Regions from separate parts of the Zea mays genome. Here region 2 is linked to region 1. The links are chromatin contacts, called in public Hi-C maps. All regions are on one chromosome and are shown on one strand. The core of a region is the stretch at or near the end of the contact, and the rest is flanking DNA. Distances in the headings are between cores, read along the strand shown. Region 1 holds the start of LOC100279912. Region 2 holds the start of LOC100193484.

Region 1 (4,557 bases), core at 267-2,766:
CGAAAGCTCCCGGGACCCAGCCCTTGCCATGTAGGCCTAGCAGTGGAACGTGTCGAAAGTCTGGCCGTCGCAGTAGGTCGTTCCATGGATAACCCACCTTTCCTTTTTTTTTCCCTTTGTTTTGCTGCTGGCTGCTGAGGGATCGTGGTCGTGGCCAACGCCATCATTGGCTGGCTAGTTCATTTCATTGGACACTGAGAATTGAGATCGGCCGTGTCAGTCCGTCCGTCGTCAGCTGCACAAGACAACCTGTCTCATTCAGCTCCGGTGTTCTGAATTGGACCTCCTAGTTTCCTTTTCTGCTCTTTTGAAGAAAATGGCTCTTATTTGTCTTAGGTTCCTGCCGACTTCAGCAGGGGGCGGTGGTTTAATTAATCTCTTGATATGCTATTTTGGCTGCCAAGATGTGATGTGAAGTTAACGAAGTCCACTTTGTACTAGTAGTGGGGTCCTTGAGGAGTATCTGCCATCTGCTGGTTGCTCGCTCGCTCGCTAGCTCCAACAGAAGCCTTTTGCGTATATGTAAGCCTGGGTTTCCGGTGCTCTGAATCCGAGTTAGCAACACAGCTACCTGAACCGGAGCATGCATGTCAAACTATCATGCTTTGCTTGTATATATATCGTTCTCACAAGCAGATACATTGGATCGCACAGTGTTTTTACATTCGATTCTGCTGGTATCAGTAATAAGTTCGTCTGGGAATCCGCTCAACTGACTTGCTTGTCTCTTGGCATTGTTTCGGCAGGTGAGCTGAGCTACGTACTGCCGGCATGCACGCAGCCATTGTGCACCGACCAGTAACAGTAACCATATGGGCTATGGCATGCAGCACACATTCACCCCTCTAGCTAGCATTAACATGGGGGACAGAAGCACAGACGAACTTTAGCCCAGAGTTGGTTGGTTGCCACTCCGCTTCAGGGGAAAAAAAAAATTAAGAGTCAGTTGAGACAGATAATCGCTTCTGGCAAAAGTACTGGCGGCACAAACAGTACTGTACATGGATTAGCTGCTAATCATGCAGATTCAGGCACAGGCATCGAGGCAGGGAGGCCCCCACCTGCCGGCAAATCTACATGGGGGTCCGTGTGGGAACGTGACGTAAACCGTCAAAGGGAAAAAGGTGCGGGGAATCGAGTACCAACCTTGGGCCCCTCACCCTTTCCAACGGGGGAGCTGACTAGGCATTGCTCTGGTGGCCCACAAAGCAGCCAATGGCCTTCCGATCCTACAGTCCTGCTGCGGCTACACCAGCTCGCTTTGGCTGCCAAAGACAAGAAGAGAAGATTGGGATATTTCTATTCTATTCACCGATATAAAGCTACTGACGCAGGACACAGCAAAAGCAAAAGCCAAAGTTTGAGAGAGAGAGAGAGAGGGGTAATATAGCTTCATGTGAAAGATGACAAGAATCCCAGCATAAAATAATCTCCCAAACTTTGCTATAAAGCCACAACCCCTCCCCCTCCTCCTTTCCCTCCCTCTCTCTCCTTCCTCATGCGCGCGCCTGCCATTAGCCCAGGTCTCCTTCTCCCTCTTGCCTGTCTACTGCACCTCCTCTTTGTTACATTACATACGACGATCTCGGTTAAATTTCTGCAGCTTACGTCTCTCTTCTATATTTTTTTTGTGTTTCAGGCTGTGTACATTATTTGTAGCTGACCATTCATTCATATAGAGCTAGTTGAGCAGGCCTGGTTGGCTGTCCATAATTTTTGCTTCGGATAGCATTGCTGCCAGGCGACTGCAAAGCTCCAAGCAGACTTTTGCTGTGAGGATTTTTTTGCGAGGAAGGGCAGAGGGAGCAATGGCGCCAGTCAGTTTGCCTCCTGGTTTCAGGTTCCACCCCACTGACGAGGAACTCATCATCTGCTACCTTAAGAGGAAGATCAACGGGAGACAGATAGAGCTCGAAATCATTCCAGAGGTTGATCTTTACAAGTGTGAGCCCTGGGATCTGCCAGGTATGTGCATATCCATCCTAGGATTGATCTCGCTGTTCATATTTGACTCTTGATGAACCAAGTTGGCATTATGAAGTAGCTATCATCACTGGTTTGCTTGATATATTATCGGCCAGAGTATGTAAGCATTCCTAAGTAGTTATGGAACACCTTCTTTCCAAGTTCTGATTCTGTTGCGAATTAATGTATTTGCAACTTGTAATTCCCAATACTTGTTTATTTCTTTTAATAAAACTTGCGGCGAAGATTTTGCCCGTCCTTTCAAAACTAAATTGCAATTTTGCTTGCAATAGGGTTTTAACATCTTACACCTTTTATTTCCCTACACGGGAAGCACATACATACATATATAGCTTCAAATATTTGTATTGGTTGCCATGTTGTGCACACCCTAAGCAATCTTATTTTACTACTGTTCAATCCTTGCTCTTGAGGAAAGAATAAGCTCATGTTCCCTTCTTAGTGGGCACTTCACCGGAAGACCTATACTATACTTGATAGGCATCACTAGCTCTTGCAAATCGCAGTTTATTATATAGGATGGCTTTATGTGTTTAGTGCTTGCTTTATATGTATTTATGTTATTATGTATTTTTATAGAATTCCAATTTACGTTTGATTGAAGCATATCAGACACTGTTTCTGTTTTTTTTTTTGCAATAATAAAAAGGAGCATGTTTATAAAAGCTATATTTTCCATACTGATTTGGAAATAAAACTGAGATTAACCATATTACGGAATTTGTTTTCTTTGAAATGTTTCATGCACACCGAAAGCATGAATATAGATATATCTTGCGCTTTTTGGCTGAAAATAACACGAAGGCATGGCAAATTCTGCCAAGTGTAAAGGTTATCATGCATTGGGTTGCTTGAAAAGGAAAGGAAATCCTTTATCCCAGTAACAACAAAGCTAAAGCTTATATATTTTGGGTCATGTCAGTCTCACATAGATTTCAAGAAAAGATATATTCTCTTTATCCACTTGTTGGCTTTCAAGATTGCCAGTCATATATATATTCCCTACTAAAAATTACCCATAGCATTGTACGAATTGAGTGCTGTTAGAAACAGTGATCGAATGAAAAAATAAAATAAAGATGATTCTTTTTATCATCTTAGAGTGGCAAAATAAAGCAAGAAACTAAGAAAGGGGCTTGAGATGGACAGATGTCAAGAAAATGAACTAAAGTGCACAGCCTCCAAGATACAAAATGATATTGGCCTAATTCCATTTTCAACTATATATGGTAGTCTATATCTTGGTTAACTTTGAATTCTAATAATGACTATCACATACCCATGCAGATAAATTTTCACATCTATGCTGTACATTTTTTTTTGTATATCTGACATCTCCCTTAATTAAATGTGCAGAAAAATCATTTCTTCCGAGCAAAGACCTTGAATGGTACTTCTTCAGCCCTCGGGACCGCAAGTACCCAAATGGATCGAGGACAAACCGCGCAACAAAATCTGGGTACTGGAAGGCAACTGGGAAGGACAGAAAAGTGAACTCGCATAGGCGTGCAGTTGGTATGAAGAAGACCCTGGTGTACTATCGGGGCCGAGCTCCACATGGTTCTCGCACTGATTGGGTCATGCATGAGTACCGCCTCGACGAGAGGGAATGCGAGACTGACACTGGCTTACAGGTGCAACGTTACACACTTGTTGAACCCTTCTTTTTATTTCCTGAAACCCCTAACCAGCAGCTAGTATGAAACATCACACGGGCTTAGGCTTCTCTGACATATATGAACTGCTTGCATTTGTGTTCACAGGACGCATATGCTTTGTGCCGAGTGTTTAAGAAGACAGCGCCTGGGCCAAAAATCATAGAGCATTATGGCGCAGTGCACCACCCCATCGAGCAAACTCAGTGGATGGGAAGCAGCGTTGAGCGCTCCCCAACGCTGGACTTGTCCAGTGATGTTAGAGGTGATGACTTCGACAGCAGCAGTTTCTCGTTCCCGACAGAGGCGCCAATGGACTCCTCCATGCATGGTGGGTTGTTCGGGATGCAGATGAGTGCACCTCACGAGGATGCCAAATGGATGCAGTTTCTGAGCGAAGACGCCTTTAACGCAACCAATCCTTTCTTCACGAATCCAGCTTCTTCCAGCTTCTCATGCCTCCCATCCAAGGTATACCCTACAAAGAATGCTAGTATTTTCAGCACGGCAAAGAACACTAATTAAGTGCTTACATGTGCATTTCATATATTGTCTACGGCTTAGGTGGATGTTGCACTGGAATGTGCAAGGCTTCAGCACAGGCTCTCATTACCTCCCCTGGAAGTGGAAGACTTCCCACACGACGTCAGCCTCGACACAAAGGCGAGCGTGCTCCGCAGCAGCAACCCCAACAACGAGGTTGACATCCTTCAAGAGTTCCTCTCCGTGGCGTCGGCCTCCCAGGAGCTAATCAACGGAACCAGCAGCAGCTACGCTGCAGAAATGTGGGCAGGCGCTGGCACGAGCAGCACCAGCGACACCCACTACGTCAACGAACTATCTTCCCTCTTTGAGTTTGGGGTGAAGGCTAAAGAGGAGGCCGACAATTTCTACCACATGGACTGCATTGGCACAT
Region 2 (4,702 bases), core at 1,852-4,351, 310 kb before region 1:
CAGGCATAAGTTGACATTTTAGTAGTCAGAATGATGAACAGATATACCTCTTTGCATTTTTCTACAGATCGACCATTACGGCTTGAAAATAAAGTAAATTGGTCTGATCTTCTGTTGGAATGTTCTGAATGACCCAAACCGTGATCAAGTTCAACTGCTCCTGGACACTTCCGCATGCAAGGAGCAGCAGTAGGATAAGACGAAAGATAATCTGGACTTGCACTGAGGGTGCTGGATTTGATTTTGGTTCTCATTGTCCCTAATGCATCTGGGCTACTTGATGCTGCTTCTAATGCAGAAGCCTTCTCAAAAGAACAGTCTGAAGTAGAAAATTGTAGCTTCTGCCTATGATAATCTCTTCCCATTGGCAATGGATCCTTCAAACATGCATGTGACCCAAGTTCAGTAACATATTTGGTGTCGGCAGACTGTGCTCTATAATCCTGAGAAGGAAAGATTTGTTCAAATAGAGAGTGAACAAGAGTTTAATATAGATCCCGAGAACTTTATCCACAAATTGCATTGCTGAATCTAAAACTGTAAAACATACATGTCATGGTACATAGCTCTTGAGTAAAAAATTTATTCGCTGATCTATCTAAACCACAGATATTACTGGCTGAGTAGCCTTGGACATATGACATATAAAATGAAACTAGTAAAGAGTGATATTCAACAAGTGAACATAAGAAGTGCACCAAGAATTCAAGAAATAGTTCAGATGTGAATGTAACTGTTTATCTTTTTCTTAAACCAAGCTGATTTTCTGAATTTCTATGCGAAAAAAAACTGAAGTGTTTGAACTCGTCCAGAACTATCTAGTGAATGCTTTATTCAGCATTTTTGCTGAATTATTTCATATTTGAACCTTGAAATGTTTAGTCATTTTATAGTTTGCATGACTAGGCAAGATGTCATAAGGACACAGCATTGTAACAGAAAAGGGAAAAGGATAAACATAATCAAGAGAAAGCCTGTACCAAATGTGACAAATCCCTCTTTGCCTGAGACAGCAAATGGCCATCTTCTTCAAATTTCATACTGCCCCCTACAGAATGAAACAAAAAATGGGTGGCAAATAAACACAAACCCAACAGAACCTCACTAATAGAATTTGGTTTACTTGGAAACTACCAGAACACATACATAACTGATATGAAGAGCATGGATCTTGCTCGAAAATCACATCCTTCCCAATGGAAGTAATATTTTTTGTTTCTGCTTTCCTTACTGTTTCTGGTGGATCAGAAACCTCCTGCATCTGTCAAGAAAAAAACAAGCACGTGAGAACTGACAAATAAAATGGCTAGTCCTGATTCCTGAATATGTTGTTACTTCTCACCTATCACAAGCTAACATGTAGGGTCAAAAAATGAGCCATGGAAGCAACATGTAATTGGACTGGTTACTTCTAAACTATCACACGCCGACATTTAAGGTAAAAAAACTGAGCCACGGAATCAGCATGTAATCGGATCCTTTGCTTCTTAAATATCACAAACCAACATTTATAGTCAAAAAACTGGTATGTGGAATCGGCATGTAATCGTACCGGTAGCTTCTCAACTGGCAGAACCAACCATTTAAGGTAAAAAAATGAGCTGTGGAATCGGCATGTGATTGGACCGGTTACTTCTCACTATCACAAGCCAACATTTAATGTCAAAAAACCAAGCCATGGAATCGGCATGTAAACAGACTGCTGTCTACCTTTAACTATGTGTTTGGCTTCAAGGATGGAAGGGGATGGGATCACCCCATTTGAGGAATATACCCCGAAGATGTGGGACAGAGCCAGCCGTCTGAATCGAAGGCATGGGGACATCCCTGAATCCCTCTTGGTCTTTGTCAAACGCTGTCACATCTGATCCTCCACGCGTGCAGGCGAGATACAGGCAGTGCAAGGGTTGGGGGGGCATGGCTCCAGCATGGTGAGGCAGCAGCACGGCTCCACAAAGGGGAGGCACACTTTGGTGTGGACGACGCGAACAGCACGGATCCACAATGGGGAGGGGCAATGGGAAGTGGCGTGCTTCCTGTGGCAGACCTAGTTGGGTATGCCTCGGGGTGGTAATGGATTACGATCCAAATGCTTCTTCACAAAATGGTAGGGCCCGAAATAAATATTAGTTCAAAAATGAATAAAAATAGGGTCCGGTCCTTAAATCTTATAGTGTGAAATTTAGAGCCCATTGTCACCCATAGGTATGCCCGTACCGTAGAAAATATTTAGTTAAAGATATGAAAAGTTCAGAAGGGCTTAAATAAAGGGCACATAGAGTTCAAACTAAGGTGTCACGTAACAAAGAGATATAGCAGAATATTGGAAGGAAATTACAAATTAATTCTAACTTTTCCGGTCCCTAATGGCTTGATAGCGGATTGATGATGTCATTATCCTTGACTTGCAAAAATAATTCACGCTCAATGTGACCTACCAATCATTAAAGTATTGGACTCCCATCGTATTTCTCAACTTGTTCTTCTCACACAATTCATTCATTACTGAAAACACACTCTCTGGTACCAGTTGGTACAACTAACACTAACAATTTGTCTACAGTTTCCACATAGATTTGAGATCAATCGACATTGACTTCTTCAATTTTTAAAGAACTGAGGCTATCAACTACTAAACTACCTACCAACAAAACAAGAACTCATCAAGGATTGTTTTACAGAACATTGCAAAGATCAAAGGTAAAGGGCGCGCGGGAGGAGGAGGGGGGGGGGGGGGGGGGGGGGGGGGGCATTTGATTACCTCTAAAGCAAGAAACCAAATCGGCCGGCAACGGCAAGGATGGGTTTGACTGGAGGCCCCTAGCGCTCTACCTGGGCCTGGGCAGTAGGTCGCTGGAGGTCGTCGGCCTCGATCGAGGCTGCGAGGCCGATGCGACGAGGGTAAGGGCGGGAACGAGGTCGAGCCGCCCAACAGGCCGCGGGTGGCCAGCGGAAGTGCGTAGCTGAGTCGGGCGAGACGCGCCTGGAGCACCGGCGCAGGGCGATGGGGGGGCAGGCGGACGGCGGCACGACGGTGTGCGCTGCGGGCTCCCGCTGCCCTAGGGTGCCGTTCCGCTTTGTGATTGCTGCCTTGCTCGATGTCAAGAGGAATATATGGACCCCGCAAGGACAGGTAGGACATTAAATCACCAGACTCCTACTCATAAACATATCCACGTATCCGAACTCGACTTCGGGTACAACATTCTTGACCCGACTGTACAGTCACGTCACAGGACACAATTCAGCATGCATATTGCATAGTTTCATCAACATACCAGGGCCAGGCGGACTGACGTGCAGCGAGCAGAGCAACCAAGCGACGGCTCGGCGTGCAGGGAGCAGGGCAACCTGATGGCAGCACGGCGGGGGGGGGGGGCGGAAGTGGGGAGGCGGCCGACGGCGCACAGGGAGCGGTAGGCGGCGGCCAACACGACTGCAAGTGGAGAGGTGGTCGACGGCGCACAGAGAGCGGCGGCTGAGCCTCTGCGGCTCCGTAAGGGCCAAGGGGCAAGGGCAAACGATTAGAGATTAGATAGCATTGGGGGTTAGAGTTTGGGTAAATGATTTGAGACGGAGACGGAGAGGGAGAGGAGAGAGGACGCACCAGGAGGCAGCAACGATGGATTGTGCGATGGCGGCGCCTGCGATCGTCGCTCTGCAGTCGCGTGGAGAAGAGTAGGGTGGAGTCGCGTGGTGGACACGGCCGTCGCGTTGAGGGATCTGACTGCGCCGTAAACCGAGCGGTGCCGGTAATGAGATGCAATGGGACGCAGCCGACTCCCACCACCGTGATGGATCACGGACCGTCCGAAACAAACAAAAGGAACAGGTCAGGTTACGGACCAAAATAAGCCTAACCAAATAGATCCTTAAAGTTTGTAGCTTTTTTTCTTTTTTTTACTTTTGTGTTTTTTGTGTTCCGCTGTTTGGGCTTCTATGATTAGCATTTCAGCCCACAACTCAATAGCATGTCAGCAGCCCGCGGTCCACAAATGGCTGGAAGACTTTTGGAACGGCCAGTCCCATCGGTAATTGGGTTCGTATTTAACTCCTCCAAACCTGTACCCGTCATATCCGAAGTTTTTCTTTTTCAGCCTTATTTTTGAAAAATATTTATGTTTGGGCCTCTAGAAATTTTATATACAATTTTGGACCCGATACTCGGCGCCATAGGCTGTGGCGCCGAGGTAACACATCTCGGCGCCACAGCCTATGGCGCCGAGCTGTGACATGGCTATAACGGCTCCCTGCGCCTAGGGCTGACATGGCACTGACGCGGCGTCGACGCGGCCTCGTAGCTCGGCGCCACACATCTTGGCGCCGAGCTACGGAGGCCTATAAAACCGGCCGCGCTGCTGGCCGAGAGCAGCACATTTCCTCTCATTTCAAAACTTTGTCAAAATTTGCTGGATTCAAAGATTCGAGTTGGTTCATGTCGGGTACCATAATTAGGGGTACCCCCAACACTCCTAATCACGGCTGGTAAACACCCTCAGACCAACTGACGGACGCGGTTCAAGTCAAGGCTTCGTCTACCCAAGGGACGCCACCTCACCCGAGCCCAGCCTCGGGCTGGAGCAGTAGTCCCAGACGAGTTCACGCCTCGCCCGAGGGCTGCCTCCGGCAGCAGGCACCCCCTCAGCTCTCCCGAAGCCCGGCTCGGGCAGGCTTTGTTGTAAAGCAACCTTGGCCAGACCGC

What was found. A called contact is a pair of places that touch in the nucleus more often than the background predicts.
Region 2: a Hi-C map of bundle sheath shows a contact between it and region 1, with 2.5 times the contacts expected there. The contact joins the promoter of LOC100193484 here to the promoter of LOC100279912 in region 1. A contact is called at or near these places in 5 of 25 Hi-C or Micro-C datasets (bundle sheath, ear, leaf and 1 more).

Annotation. Positions count from the first base shown.
Region 1 is chr9:160,347,660-160,352,216 of Zm-B73-REFERENCE-NAM-5.0, reverse strand. LOC100279912 reads left to right here and starts at 1,516. Exons shown (of 7, transcript NM_001152864.1): 1 at 1,516-1,523; 2 at 1,640-1,965; 3 at 3,343-3,620; 4 at 3,750-4,112; 5 at 4,206-4,557. The coding sequence starts at 1,809.
Region 2 is chr9:160,659,502-160,664,203 of Zm-B73-REFERENCE-NAM-5.0, reverse strand. It overlaps LOC100193484, which reads right to left and starts at 3,101. Exons shown (of 8, transcript NM_001352770.1): 1 at 2,762-3,101; 2 at 1,147-1,261; 3 at 981-1,048; 4 at 48-443. The coding sequence starts at 1,261.